Linked DNA regions of Oryctolagus cuniculus: region 2 is linked to region 1. The links are chromatin contacts, called in public Micro-C maps. All regions are on one chromosome and are shown on one strand. The core of a region is the stretch at or near the end of the contact, and the rest is flanking DNA. Distances in the headings are between cores, read along the strand shown.

Evidence for each region. Hi-C and Micro-C count contacts between places; a contact is called where the count stands out from the background.
Region 2: a Micro-C map of ear pinna shows a contact between it and region 1, with 2.4 times the contacts expected there. The contact joins two enhancer-like sites. A contact is called at or near these places in 3 of 6 Hi-C or Micro-C datasets (ear pinna, skin fibroblasts and an unstated tissue).

The regions. Positions count from the first base shown.
Region 1 is chr10:22,897,715-22,904,981 of mOryCun1.1, reverse strand. It overlaps TCF4 (transcription factor 4), which reads right to left. Exons shown (of 19, transcript XM_051851926.2): 5 at 86-150. Among named protein-coding and RNA genes, the nearest start is that of TCF4, 200 kb to the right of the region's middle. Within about 2 kb of position 2,636, at least 2 of the 8 cell types and tissues checked have an H3K27ac peak or open chromatin away from gene starts, as enhancers often do. A contact at or near this core is called in ear pinna, where this site is marked.
Region 2 is chr10:23,065,642-23,072,908 of mOryCun1.1, reverse strand. The region is part of intron 14 of TCF4 (transcription factor 4); the gene reads right to left. Among named protein-coding and RNA genes, the nearest start is that of CCDC68, 270 kb to the left of the region's middle. Within about 2 kb of position 3,593, at least 3 of the 8 cell types and tissues checked have an H3K27ac peak or open chromatin away from gene starts, as enhancers often do. A contact at or near this core is called in ear pinna, where this site is marked.

The sequences.
Region 1 (7,267 bases), core at 1,387-3,886:
GAACACGTATAGCCACAGTTACAAAACAAACTGATTTTCCAGGTCCATCCTCCCAAACCCTTCCTCAACCCAGATTCTCACTTACCTGGTGGCAACCCTGTAAGTTTGATTCTCTCCCATAAGATGAGTAGGAGCCTCTTTCTGTTTTACCTGCCAAGAGAAATAACAAAAAAGTGTAAATGATGTTTTTCCTTGTAAAAAAATCCTCCTGCAGGTAACAGGCATCTACTTCTCTTCTCCGATGTTTACATACGTAAAGTAGGCAATGTATGCAAGCAAGAGAGGGAACAGCACTTCCTCACTCTGACTATGATAAACTGGAAAAAAATATCCTTCATTCCTATTCTTAGCCAAACTGCTCCACACTTCCAAAAACTGTCATTCCAATGGCCTCCACTTTCTCTAACAAACAAATTGTCAGTCCTTATTTTCACTTTCTTTCTCTCTCCCGAAATTTAAACAATTTCATTTTTATTTACACAGCAGGCAAATTATCTATGTAATGACCCTAGCCTAGTAATTCCCATTGATTATATTGACACTTAATGGTGAGGCCAAAGCTAATCAATCACAGGCTCTCCAGATGGTGAATTTAGCAAAGAAACTACTCAAAATTCTGAATCTCTCTCTCTCTCTCTCTCCCCTTTACTCTTTCTTTCTCTCTCCCCTTCTCTCTCTCTCTCTCTCTCCTCCCTTTCCCTGGGGTAAAGTAAGTCCCATCACAATCAAGATGATGATGAAATTTACATTGGAGAAGGAGGGTTAATGACTTTTGTCCACTCTGAACCCAAGTTCACATTCTACCAGTAGACTCAGCAGCACAAGTATCCAGGGATATGAAAACGTCTTGTTCCAATTCTGACAACCTAATTTTTATCTGTAGACTTCTCCACAGAGATGTATAGAGCCTCAAATGCTATTGGGCCATATCAAAGGATAAAATCAAGAATGCACATTAGTTTCTTTTGAAAGTATACTTAGCCTGAAAAAACGGCAGGATAGATAATGAAATCGCATTATAAGACATCTAAGCAGTAGAATACAACTAACAACAGGAAAAGTCATCACAGAAAATTGTCTGTACCAGGACTTAAAAGGGGGTAGTGAGGCAGTCAAGTGCCCAGGATCCTACCCCACTCAAGACTGAAGGACGCTTCTTTCTTCTAGAGTAGAGCTACATGGCACTATTCTTTTCCCACTGGGAAAATTCAAAACTTGTATTTGGAGGGACTGAACGGACAACCTTCTAGAGTTTACAGCCCCCAAGTTTTCCTCTCTCAACCCAAGTGAACACAAATGCTAAAAGTAACAGTAGTCTTTTCATCTTTCAGTCAACTATCAGAACGTGCCTTCCTTCTACTACACAAAGAGTGGATCTGATAAATTCAATCCACATGGAAGGTGATTTGCAAAGAAAGCCAACCTGAGTCTTAAGAATTAACCCTCCCTTGTCCAATATTAACTTTTCTACTGATTTCAATGAATTGCAAACTTAGGAAAACATCCCCTCAACCCCACTTCTGGTCTAGTGTTCAGTGCAAAGTATAAAATCAATGCTCATATCAGTTTCAATTCCAGCGAAATAAGATACCATCCCCCAGACTGCCTGTCCTGAGAGATTTAAGAGAGTAAGTTTCATTGTATGGGGCTTTCACATTGAAGCAAAAATGCACTTTCCTGTACAAGCAGAGTAAATGATCATACATAGTCACTCATTGTGTAAGTCAAATTGAAGCTGCTTACACCCTTTAGCTTGTCTTCATAAATGTTACTAACAAATAGTTTTGTGCATTGTATCAAAGGACACGTGTCCTTCTTTAACCTCTTGCATCTAAAAAATCCTCTATGCAACCACTGCATAATTCACTGTGACATAATATTCACTTGTTCGGCAACAGGCAGACAGGTAGATGGGCAGGCAGACAGGTAGAAAGGCAGCAAAACAGAAAGATAAATACAATAGAATCTGCTCTGACTTCAAAGGAAACTGAAGATCATACGTCCTGGTTTTGTAATTTCTAAACACTGAACTGTAAAATACAACAGGAGTAAGAAAGACCACCTACTTTTTTTCCTCTAAAAGGAATTACCCAAGTGACCCCCTGCAGAATTTCACCAGCCAGCATCATTTCCTAATTCTACTCCAGGACACAGAGCTGGAAAGGAGCATTTTCCTACCAGGATCTGCCTCACTTCACACCCAGAAGTTGGGGTGATTCTTTCCATTATTTTAAAGCTAGAGGAGCAATGCAAATGAGAAGATTTCAAAAAGACAGTGGAATAGGTGGGAGAGAAAGAAAGAAAGAGGAAGAGCAGGAAGGGAAGACCATGGGGCTGGGGGGCGGCGGCGGCAGGGGGTGGTTTGGAAGTGAGACAACGAAGAGGGTGCAGGGAGAAGATTCTGAAACCCTGGTGCACAGAGTCCCCCAAGTACTCTTTACTATCATATCAGATACAGACTGCTTAATCTTAATTTTGCTTGTTAAAAAATATTTATCCAGATACAAAAATAAACCCACTGCAAATTACAAGTTGTCAGGGTTAAAAATCTACTCCTGTTTGTGTGGGGGAGGATAAGAGACCAGCATAGACATGAATCATTCTCAGTAATTTGAGTGTTTCCATGACATCAATGGGCACCCGTCCAGGACTCTGTCGAAGTCTGCGAGGTACCAAAGAGGCAGCGCAGCCAGCAGGAGGCTGGGAGGTGGCCCTGCCTTTTTTTTTTTTTTTTTTTTGAAGGATTATGCTCCTTGTGAAGATTTCATCTGTAGCATCCACTTTTACCATCAAATAGATCGCTCCAGAGATCAGGAGCAAACACATTTCATTCTGATTGTGTAAGCCTTTAACTTTATTACATCTTTTTGTTCCCAAATTCAACTATAAATCTGCCCTCGGAGCCCAAACCCCTGTTTGGGAGCAAAATAAGCAGGGATTGTGGATAAAACCCAAGCACCTTCCCCAACAGAAGAGAGCAACTCCGATCATCTCCCAAGGATAAAAAGCAGCCATTTTAAAATGACACCTCCGTTTCTGGGGGGAAAAAAAAAAAAAAAAAAAAAACCTGTACCTTTTGTGTAAATTGTCCATTAAAAATTAGCTATGGTCTTGATGTTGACTTTCTGCTTAAAATTCACTGGAACATTTGTTTCAGATAACAAAATTTCCAAAAGCACTAATGACACTGTTGAGGGGGACTCTTTAAGTACCTATGTGAGCTGATGAACACAAAAGCTCCTAAATATGTATGTTTGCTCTATGCTAGGCATGGAATTCTGTCACTTACACCAAGGGGCTGGTGCCAACAGCTTCATTCCTCCTTTCTCCATTCTTCACCCCCCCCCCCACCTCCACCAGCCCCACAACCACAACAGAGCTTCGAAAGAGCTAAGGTTCTATTTTTCCAATATTTTAAAGACATAGCGGTGATGAACAAACCCTGCGCGCTCACTGCAGAATTTTCGAGACAACCCTCCAGTACTAGAATGCGACAGCCGCTGCGGATATTTTTTGGCACAAAGACAATGGTGGCAGTGCCAAGCCCCATGGCTAAAACTACTCAAAAGAGGCATAAGGGTAGCATTAATCGCTCAAATCTTTTACTGCATGGAGTACTGTTGTCCATATTTTAAAAACTAAAAGTACCCGTTAGTAACATTTGCTGTATGCTCATAAAAGGGTGCATGTGTAGTTGGGGGGGGGGTGGCTCCTGAAATATAAACCATAAATAAATCTTGTCAGGGATTTGATTCATTTTTATACCTAAAAGGACCAAATGTTAAATTTTGCTGCTGGTGATGCTCTCCGTGCATGAAACGAATGGTATGACCTAACCAGAGCACTGGGGGCTGAACAAAAGCGAGAGAAGATTTCATAAACTAAGGTGACATATTGGCTAAACAAATTTCTTCTGCAAAAATGATGTGTGTGAGGAACATGGGATACCACACCACAGTTTTTTCGACGAAATGAGAAGAATGCAGAAAATGAACAGACACAACATCCGTCAATCAATCAATCCTGCTGGAGACAAAGGAGGTCAACCGGCAGCCTCCTCTAGAACAAGTCCGAGTCGACAGTGAGCAAACAATCCAGAAAGGCAACACGTGTGCTGTCCCAACTGAGCCCATCCCGCTGCTAAAACCTGCATGCGAATCTGATTATTAGGAAGGGCCAAATGGCAGGAATAAAGGACTCTCTTGCTTCTGCTGTTGCCCCTGAATAACTGTTCGAAGCAGAAAATACAAGCAACTTTCTCCTTTTTTCCAAACACAGATACTTCTGCTGATCTATTTAATAAGCTTTTATCTTGCTGTCCCAAGAAGGAGATGAAAAAACTGTGTTCTTTTTTTTTAACTTGGGAGCACTATGTATAACAAATGTCTACAGAATTCAGGTTTTATTGCTTTTTTATTTTTTGTATTATATTTGCTATTTGACTTCCGATTTTTCTTCCAACATACCCATGGTTTCCTATTGTAAGGGAATTGGACAACAATGAAAATATTACATGAAGGGGAAAAATGGTCTCATAAATCCACTCCATGCACAGGGCTGCTTCCAGGAGCATCCTCTTTGGTAGATTAGCGCACCTGGACACATGCGACTGCTCCAAGCCCCGTGGACAAAACTAGAGACAGAGAAGTACAACTTGTCAATAAAATAATTTCTGGAGATAATCTGGGACACAGACAATCCTTCTGGTGGTTGGCCAGTGGGATAATAACAGGTCATGTTTGGGTTTGCATCCTGTCGTTAGTAAAAGGCCACTTTTTTTTAAAAAAAAGATCTATAAATGCTAAGTGCTTCTCCCACTACTGAAACCGAAGCACCTGTGTGGTGGAACACATCATCCTGTGACAACCCTTGATGAAAGTTATCTGATGCTGCAGGACAATACTAAGCAAGGCTGTTTCACTGTTAGTCCTCATTCTGGGGACTGAAGAATGAGCCTTTTGTTCCCCAGCATCAGACTACAGAACTCATCATAAACATGCTTGACTCAGAATAAATTTCTGTCCCTGGCCCCAGCCCTCACCCATTTCCAGTTACCCGATGATTTTTTTTTTCCAAAAAGTACATTGAAAGGGCTACTTCATTAAACAATGACTGGAATTTTCAGTGGTTCAGAAAATATACATGCTCTTATTATTTATAGTCCTTTAATTTTTTCCATGTCTGCCTTTCCTGCTATACTCAAATAAGAGCAGCTGACTCCTTATCTTTTATCAGCCACAACCCAAAGGGTTCCATGAAAATTGACTCATTCGGTCTGCACAACAACCCTAGTGCCACAACTCCATTTTACAGATGAGGAAACTAAGGTATAAACTGCCCAAGGCCACACAGATATAGGGGCAAACCCTGGCAAGTGTGTTTCCCGAGGCTGTGGTCTTAGCACTATGCTATGTTGCTCGTGTATAAACTCTGAAAAGAATGTATAAATAAATGAAGAGGCCCAATACCAAAGTCTCTCAAATCCCAGAGCTCAAAACACTCATGAATTTGATATGAAATTAATGAAAGTGTCTTATAGGCGGTGATAATTTACATTTACATGGTGTTTTATTCTTAAAAGGTCTCTGGGTACTTTATGGCTGTACAAATGATATACACAGAATCTGTGACGTCTCACAATTAACTGCTACCATCTCCACGTTAACTCGAAGCAACTAATTAACAAAAACATGGCAGAAAACTGAGTTTCTACACATTCCCTATGTGAGGACTCTGACTTCCTAGTAAAATATATGGAGAAAAGCAAAAGTAAGAATATAATTCTAATAAAGGGCAATCCTGCATCACAAATAAGTGTCTTCTATGGAATAGCAATCCCATAACCAGCTCCAAAAAACCAAAAAGGAGACTAATTAAAGGGATCTGGGAAATGTTAAAAGCTATCCAAAACCTTCCCTTAGAAATTTACATCATATCTTAGTGCGCTGAAGGCTCTGAGAAGTCCTGCAGTGAAGACACTTGATTTAGTTAAAACAATGTTTCCCAAACGTATTTGAATGCAAATCCTGGCCCACATCCTTTTTAAATCAAGTAATGCAAATCCTGATGAACTTTAGGAACTACTGTTATTTAAACAAACAAACAAACAAACAAAAAACCTTCACAGGAAGAATTCACTGTGCTGATCTATGTTTGTGATTTTCTAACATAAGCTCAAATTTTGAATTTTATTTAAACTGATAGAAAATCATTTTTGACTATTTATTTGGCAACGTTCCCACTGGCTTAAATTTCTCATTGGGATCTGTGGACATGCAGGAATACCCTTACACTTCTGACTAGCTGTCGACTGTAATTACCTTGCTCCCATCCTGGAGATAAGAGTGTGAGTTTGCAACAAATTAGAAGTTGACATTATGCTCCCAGTTCCTAGAATTTCAGAAGAGTGCTGGATCTCTCCTACAGTATTACTATAGCAGGACAATTCTGTCTGTTACTAGTCATTTAAAAATAAAAATTTAAAATAAATTTCACACTACAAGAACTATGCCTCAATCCCAACAAACATGCTAGCTACCCCACAGCCCAGGAAATCCTTGTCTTCCTCTTCTTTCTAAAATCAGAATAGAAGGCCAGGTGAGGGAAGGGTGACTACACTTAGCGTGTATGTAACAAGGAATAATGGGAAATGGGAAGTCGGCCATTTTTTCTGGTAAAGACTGGCATTAACCCTATCACTGGTGTCCTTTTAGTCATCAAAACAGGACAGTCAGTCATGGTCTAGCTCTGATTCTGCTGGAAACCATGAGTTTCGGCTGCACTTCCTCACTGAGTCACAGCAGCTTGTCTAGGCGCTGCCCTGCCTTCAAGAGAGCGTGCGCACTGCAGTCCCACATGTGTTGAGCGGCTTGAGTCACCACCAGAACTCTTCACTTGAGGGCACTGCCCATGGATCAGAATCTACATTCACTAAAGCATTATATAGCATGAAAAGTAATTTAATTTATGTAAGAACACACCCCAGGAACTCATTAAGTGGGCACTTTAGTCCTTGTGATAACCAAGTCAGTAAAATTAAGAAGGGGTAACCAGCTTATTCAGTTGAAGAAGTCATACAGATACTGAGATAAAACTAGAACATAAACTCCCAATTCCAGTATCAAAGCCTTTTTCTACAATATGTTGCTTCTTTTTGGAGTATTCCAGTTATATTTTTACTTTGTACTGTAATAACAAACATTATTCCACTCATCTTCTTACTACCACAACTCTCTCCTTGAACAATTTTAACTCAATTCATAATGTC
Region 2 (7,267 bases), core at 2,344-4,843, 170 kb before region 1:
TCATTTCTCCCTTCTGCATCTCCACTCCCCCACCCCCCATTCTCTGCACCACTTTCCTACAGTGGAAACCATAAGCAGATGCAGTGCACCCAGTGGGCACAGAAGTAGGAGGAGGCCGAATGAGCCCATTCCATCCCTTCCCTGCTCCAAGTAGCAGACTGTACGGAACTCAATCCCGTCACCCCCATGAACCAAGCCCCTCTAGGATAAACTGTGGGGGTACTTCCAAGCAGCTGCTTTTGTTCAGAGCCAAGCAAAAGACAATGGGACACGTGAGGTGGAATTGTGGATCCCTGAGTCATGCTACTGAGTGGGCACACACACTCACAAAGTCACATCCCAGATGATTCTGCACTGGAGATTTACCATGACCAACTGGCCTTTATTTTCCAGAAGTTTTTCTTATTATTTGAATAGCTCGTGGACGTTATAATGTACTTGGAAAGGGACTGTAGGTGTAAAGACATTTGCCTAAACTCTTCCCCATCTCCTTCTAAATCCTCACCCTTTGTTTTTTTTTTTTTTTTTTTTTTTTTTTTTTTTTTTTTTATCTTGAATGCAATACTCTCTCCCCAGCCCCTGGTCCCTCACAGACTAAGTTTCCAGCCTGTTCATTAAATTCCCTATTGTTCAATGAATCCAAGACTTCTGCCTTGTGCTGCTGTGTCCTTCACTTAGATACCCTGGGGCCATCCCCCAGGCCCCTCCTATTCTTAACCGCCTGGACTCTCAGGTATCTACTCATGGCCCCTATTCTGCTGGGTTCACACTCATATCAGTAGAGCTTGAGCCAAGCCCTTCCTGCCCCATCTTCTCATGGCTCCCTGACTGCTTCTCTCTTACTAATCCCACAGATCCCCTTGCTGTGCCTTTCCAGACTAAGTGGCTCTCCAGAGCTCTACTTTCTTACCACCTTGCTTTGCCCAGATGGGGCTCTTCCTGACTATTCTTTGAGACATCACCCTCAAAACACATTCAAGAGCATCACTTAGTCGTGCAGGGCATAAATCTTAATGATCGTGGTTCTGCTGCCATTCCTAAAAGCCTACATGTGAGCAGTGAGCATCCCAAGGGCAGGGACTGGCTGTGGGTCACAGGCTAGTACAGTGATACCGAAGTGAGCAACCAGATGCTTCCTAAATAGCAAAGAATGGCACATATCACATGACATGCATCTGTGAGATGACATCTGAAATCTAAAATGTGATATTGTCAAACACACCTTGGGTGTGTTTCCATCCAATAATAAACATTTCATTTAATTCAACAAATGCTGCTTGAGTGTCTCAATATACAAGGCACTATTTAGGCATTTTCAAGGAAAAACTAAAGAAGAGAGACACCTAATATTCTACAGGTACTTACATTTAATGATGGGATGATATAATTTCTACAGAGGATAAAATAAGATGAATGCCACAAAGAATACAAGGTTATGTAGGGTATGAAAGGGTGATGAAATTATATTTGATTGGGAAGCCAAAGACTGCTACAGGAAGAAGGTGGCATTTTTACATAAAGAAGCAGAGAGACTTTTCATTTGCAACATCTGGAGCCAGGCTGGGCCAACATCAGGATGCAAGCCCTCAATCCAGGCTTCACATGTGGGTCACAGGGACAAGTACTTGGGCCATGACTTGCTGCCTCCCAGGGTGCAAATTAACAGGAAGCTAGATTGGAAGCAGAGCTAGAAGTTGAACCTAGACACTCGGGTATGGGATATGAATATTCCAAGCAGCATCCCGACCACTTCACCAAATATGCACTCCTAGATGCATATTTTAAAAATTGACATATAACACTAATAAACATCTCAATTGCAAATGAAAATTTGTTTTTCCATCAATAAGTAGCATTCTTTAAGTAACTGTGTGTGTATGAAGACACAAGCAGCTAAGGACTATGTACTAACATGTGTTTCCATGTTGTCAGAATACATATTTCTGACCAAATGTAGATTTTGGAAAAGCCCTTTATAAATCTCAATGGCTTTCCTACAAAGTGAACAACACAGGGCGCTGTGGACACAAATGGTACCTCACTGTATGTGTGCATTACTGGCCCCAATGATTCACTCTTATTTAACTGCAGTGAAGTCTTTCATCTCCCTGCTATACAATAATAGCTTCCATATGACCAGTGGCTCTGCTATAAATAAGATCAAAAGCAAAAGAAAGGATTTAATAAAAGAAAATGACATTAAGAGTATCATTAAATCAGGGGGAAAACCCCCAATATCCAACTTTTCTTTTGGGGGGGATACGGAAAGGTGCAATAAAATATTATAGAGTAGGAAGCAGCTCCTGCATCTCCTGCAGACATTCACAGCAATAGGCACAGACCAAGCCCATGTGAGTAAGCCTCAGAGTGGCAGAGACCAAGCAGGATGGAGGAGTAGGGGCAGAACGTCCCCCCAAGGCTCAGGCTGAAGGACAGGTAACACACCGAACAGCAAGGTCCACCTTGGGAAGAACAGAGTGGAGTGTGTCAATGGCAAGCATCCATCCCTTTCTTCGCTCCCCTCTGTTTTACTTAATGGAGATAGACTTTTGGGTAATCCAGGGTTTCTCAGAGAATCATAACATTGCTCAACTCTAGGACATGAGTTCTGAGAAAGGAAGTTTTTTTTGGCAGTGCACAGTTACTTGATATGAAGAGCCAACTTCCCAAACAAATTTTCTTCTGGTTCTTAAAAAAAAAATTGCAATGTTAATCTCGATTCCCGACTGGATAAACAGCTGCTAATAACCTCCAGCTCCCGGGGGAGGAGGCTAACCTCCTTTCATCTTCAGACGAGTGGATACCTGACGTGCACTGCACTTTAGTGCTTCCACATGTTTCTTGCACTGCTTTTCTCAGAACTGCTTGGGGACCGGTCTTGCCAAGTCACAGTTCTTTTCTCCCTTTTCCTTAGACTGCATTGAAGAGCTCGGAAGACACGGTCAGCTGAGGCCCTATTTAGTTGAAAGGGTAGCTCTCGTTCTCTTCCTGTTGTTATGTCTAAAGAGGAAATGCAAGCAATTCTAATCTCCCAAGAAGACCAGTGCGTGGACCCTCAGCTGGAAGCTTTGTGAGGGGAATGACCATTTTGCTTTGTTTTGTATGTGGCTAAGCTCGCATTCAAGGGCTGACAATGATCAAAGATACCAATTTCTAACAGCATTGCTAATGCAATTACTTATATCGGTGTCTGTCCTAAATAAAGGTGCAAGCGTCAATACCTTTTTTTCTAAAAGGAAGTACCCTGTAGAAGACTACAGGGCTGATGGGCCCCTTGAGTCCTTTCTCACTTGTTCAAGAGCACCTGCTTTAACAGTGACCTCAGTTCTGCATCTCAAGATTCAGATATTTCACAAAACAGCTTTTTAAACAAAACCCAGCTGTTTCCCATCTAGACTACAGGGGGAAAATTTGGGCAGCTTACAGAAACATTACCCAGAGACTACCATTCTCCAATAACTTTCACACACTTTCAGTTCCAAACGAGACCCGTCCATGTGCAGAAGCTGGGGAGAAGGCAAATGCAAAATTAAAATGTGGAAATTCAATACTGTAGTTTTTGACAATATGTCCAATTAAGTGCTTTGAAACGAATGTGGCTATTGTATCAGGACAATGCTTCCCCCAAGATGTCACTTAACTAATACCGGCCAGATCTTTTGGTTAAACTCAACTTTGCAGTTCTGCAATGATTTATGGAGACAGAGGAAGCTATAATTACGTACAACTGTGAATGTCAACCAGTTAGATACAGAAAGCCCTCGTGCTACAGAAAATGTGATACTCTATCTTTCAACCCTCACTTCTGAGGCTGCCCCGCCTGAATCCTCTTTTTAGGACGAGTCCAGTTTACACTCGTGCTTTCTAAGCAATTAAGATATTTTTGATTTGAAGAATTTACAGCCACAATAAAAGTTAAAATAACACAACGGCCACAGAATCTGAAAAAAATACAAAATGGCCAAGGCCTAATCTTGGCTTTTAAACAGTGCCAAGTTGCTCCAGTATTTTCTGTTTTGGTATGAATGACATAACTGAATTACTTCATGAGCTGCTACTTTAATTCCTAAGGGTGGAAAATTCCATGAGTTAATTTAATTTGGACATAAAAAATACACACGAAGACTCGCTCTTCCTGTGGACTCTCATGTGCAATATCCGAGCCAATTGCTGGAACTGCGGTGCTGTGGAGGAGTGGCTTTCTCCCAGTGCAGCCTTAGCTGGGAGCTGCGACAGACAGACTCATCAGGCACATCTCTTACTTCTATTTGGGCACATTACAGCCTTTATTTTCATTTTTTTTTTAAATCATGTTTATTCTATGGCTCTGCAATGCCTTTTCTATGTATCTCTTACTGCTGAAATTCTACATAGACACTAATAGAAGGTCAATGATACAATGACACATTCTCTAAGAAGCTTTTCCTAGCTGTCTGAATCACTGGTTAGGTCACTGAGTAATTCTCTTGCATTATAATTAGACATATACTGTACTATTACCCGACCAGGATAAAAGGCCTATAAGATGAGAGACTTTTTCTTGCACATTTATGCATCTGTGATGGTCTCGGAAGTATAGCAGATGCAGAATGAGTGACTGAACACATGTGCATTTTCTAATACATACAATACTCTTCTCCCTCGAAAATCTACTATATTGAGAAAACAAATCTATTATACAGAGAAAACAAAGGGAATATTACATTTTTTAAATGCAAGGGTTATGCCTATTCCAAGCCATGAGAAGTTTATTATTGGGTCTTTGCATCCAATAAAAATTCAGTTAAAAAAATGATTACCAGGGTATTACAAATGTATCTGCTTATCCCTCCCTCAATGTAGGAAGAAAACAATACAGAAATATTATGTAGTTATTCTTGGAGGGGTCTGTTTCAAATATGTATTTTATGCATATATTTTATTTTTATTTTTTAAAGATTTATTTATTTATTTGAAAGGCAGAGTTACAGAGAGGCAGAGACGTCTTCCATCTGCTGGTTCACTCCCCAGATGACTGCAACGGCTGGAGCTGGGCTATCCAAAGCCGGGAGCCAGGAGCTTCTTCCAGGTCTCCCATGTGGATGGGGACCCAAGTACTCCAATCATCCTCTTCTGCTTTCCCAGGCTACACTAGAGAGCTGGATTAGCAGTGGAGCAGCTGGGACTCGAACCAGAGTCCATATGGGATGCTGGCACTGCAGGCAGCAGCTTTACCTGCTATGCCACAGTGCCAGCCCCTCTATGTATATATTTTAAAATTAGGAAAACAAGGTTTTTCTTATTCATTCATTTAAAGTTCATGGCTCCAGGATACTGAATACGTACTTTAGTGGGGAAAATGAGAAAACTGGCATACAGAGACTAAGGCTTGGGGGTAGACACCCAAGGCAGATTGACTGTTTCTCTGTCACATGGCCAGAATGTAGAGCCAATAGGTAGAGGGGGTGGGGAAGGAGATGGGGATACATCCAGCTGAGGCCCACTGATGTGAGATCTGGGTGTGCATGGTGTCCTAACCACTTAACTCAGGGGCTGTGCTGAGCGTCACTACTACCACTGTCTTCAAAACATTTTGATTTTTTCTTTAAAATAATGCTAAAGTATCAAATTGGCTAAAACAGTTTCCCTCTATTTTTTTCTTTAAGTTTTCTGTTTTTTTAAAAAAAGGTACAATATTAGTATGAATGAAAAACTTTGAGTTGAGGTTGCTAATGCTCTTATAAATATTTGATAGGGGCTGGCATTGCGACATAGCAGGTGAAGCTGCTGCCCTTGATGCCTGCATCCCATATGGGTGTTAGTTCGAATCCTAGCTGTTCCATGTTTGATCCAGCTCCCTGCTAATGACCTGGGAAAAGCAGCGGGAGTCAGCCCAAATTTTTGGGCCACGGCCACCCACCTGGGAGACCAAGAAGGAGCTCCTGGCTTCAGCCTGGTGCAGCTCTGGCTGCTACGGCCATCTGGGAAGTGAACGCTCACTCTCTTTCTCCCTGTCTCTCTCCTCTCTCTGTAACTCTTTCAAATAAATAAATAGATCTTTAAAAGAGAAAAATATCTGATAATTGAGGAGATTAGCAATTAGGATAATTGAAGAGATGGTGGACAAGAAATAGGCAACTATCCTAATTTAAAAAAAAAAAATCCCACCAATATAGTAGGCATTGTAATATGATGCTGAGGACTAAGATCTGGAGTGAAATTCTACCCTTCAGGCTATTTAAGAGTTCTGGAGTCCAGCACAGTGGCTTAGTAGGTAAAGCCGCTGCCTGCAGTGCTGACATCCCATACTGGTGCTGGCTAGATTCCTGGCTGCCCCACTTCCCACCCAGCTCCCTGCTAATGCACCTGGGAATGCCTAGTGCTTAGGCACCTGCACCAATGTGGGGGACCCGGAAGAAGCTCCTGGCTCCTGGCTTCGGTTCGGCCCAGCTTCAGCTGTTGTGGCCATTTGGGGTATGAAGCAGTGGAATGTCTGTGGTGCTGAGCATCATGGCTCAACATTTTCATTACTGGCTTTGATGTGGACATGACTGGCACCCAGCACATTCGTTAACAACACAGCTGACAGAGGATGTGACGGAATGGGGACCCAGTGTAGACCTTTAGACTAACAGATTGAAATCTGTACCATGAAGTTCAAGGGGGTTATGGGGAATTTCGCACAGGTACAATAAAAAGTGTACAAGGATAGCTGAGAGACTTGTGGTTTATAGATTTTAGCTGATTACAAGGTCAGTATGTCAGCAGAATGATGAGGCTTTAACAACAGCAAATAAGATTTTGTTGGGTGCCCTTAGTGAAGATATAATGTAATGAATGGAGGAAGTAGTATACCCACCCTTATTCACCCTGGAGATTTCTAGAGCACTGTGTTCAGTTTTAGGCTAAACACAATAAAGGTCCTTTGGAGTGGGGAAAACTTTGATAAATTATGCAGAATGTACCAAAAAGTCACAAGGCTCATCATGGAGAGTCAAAACATTTTCTAGGGTCAGTAATTGAAGAAACAGATATTTAGCCCAAAAAAAAAAAAAAAGTGCCCCTGAATATACCATCTTCAGTAGCTCAACGTTTTGCCAGTGTCTGCTGGGTTGGGTTTGGGGGAGAACAATAAGGACTAAGCAGAGAAGCAAACTGGAGCTGGACATATGAAGAATTGTCAAATACCTGATAGAAACAGACTTTCTGGGTGTTTGGAGGGACTCACACCTGCAGGAAGGAGGCTGACAGAAGCTTATTGACTGCTTGGCAGGCAATTTGTAGCGGA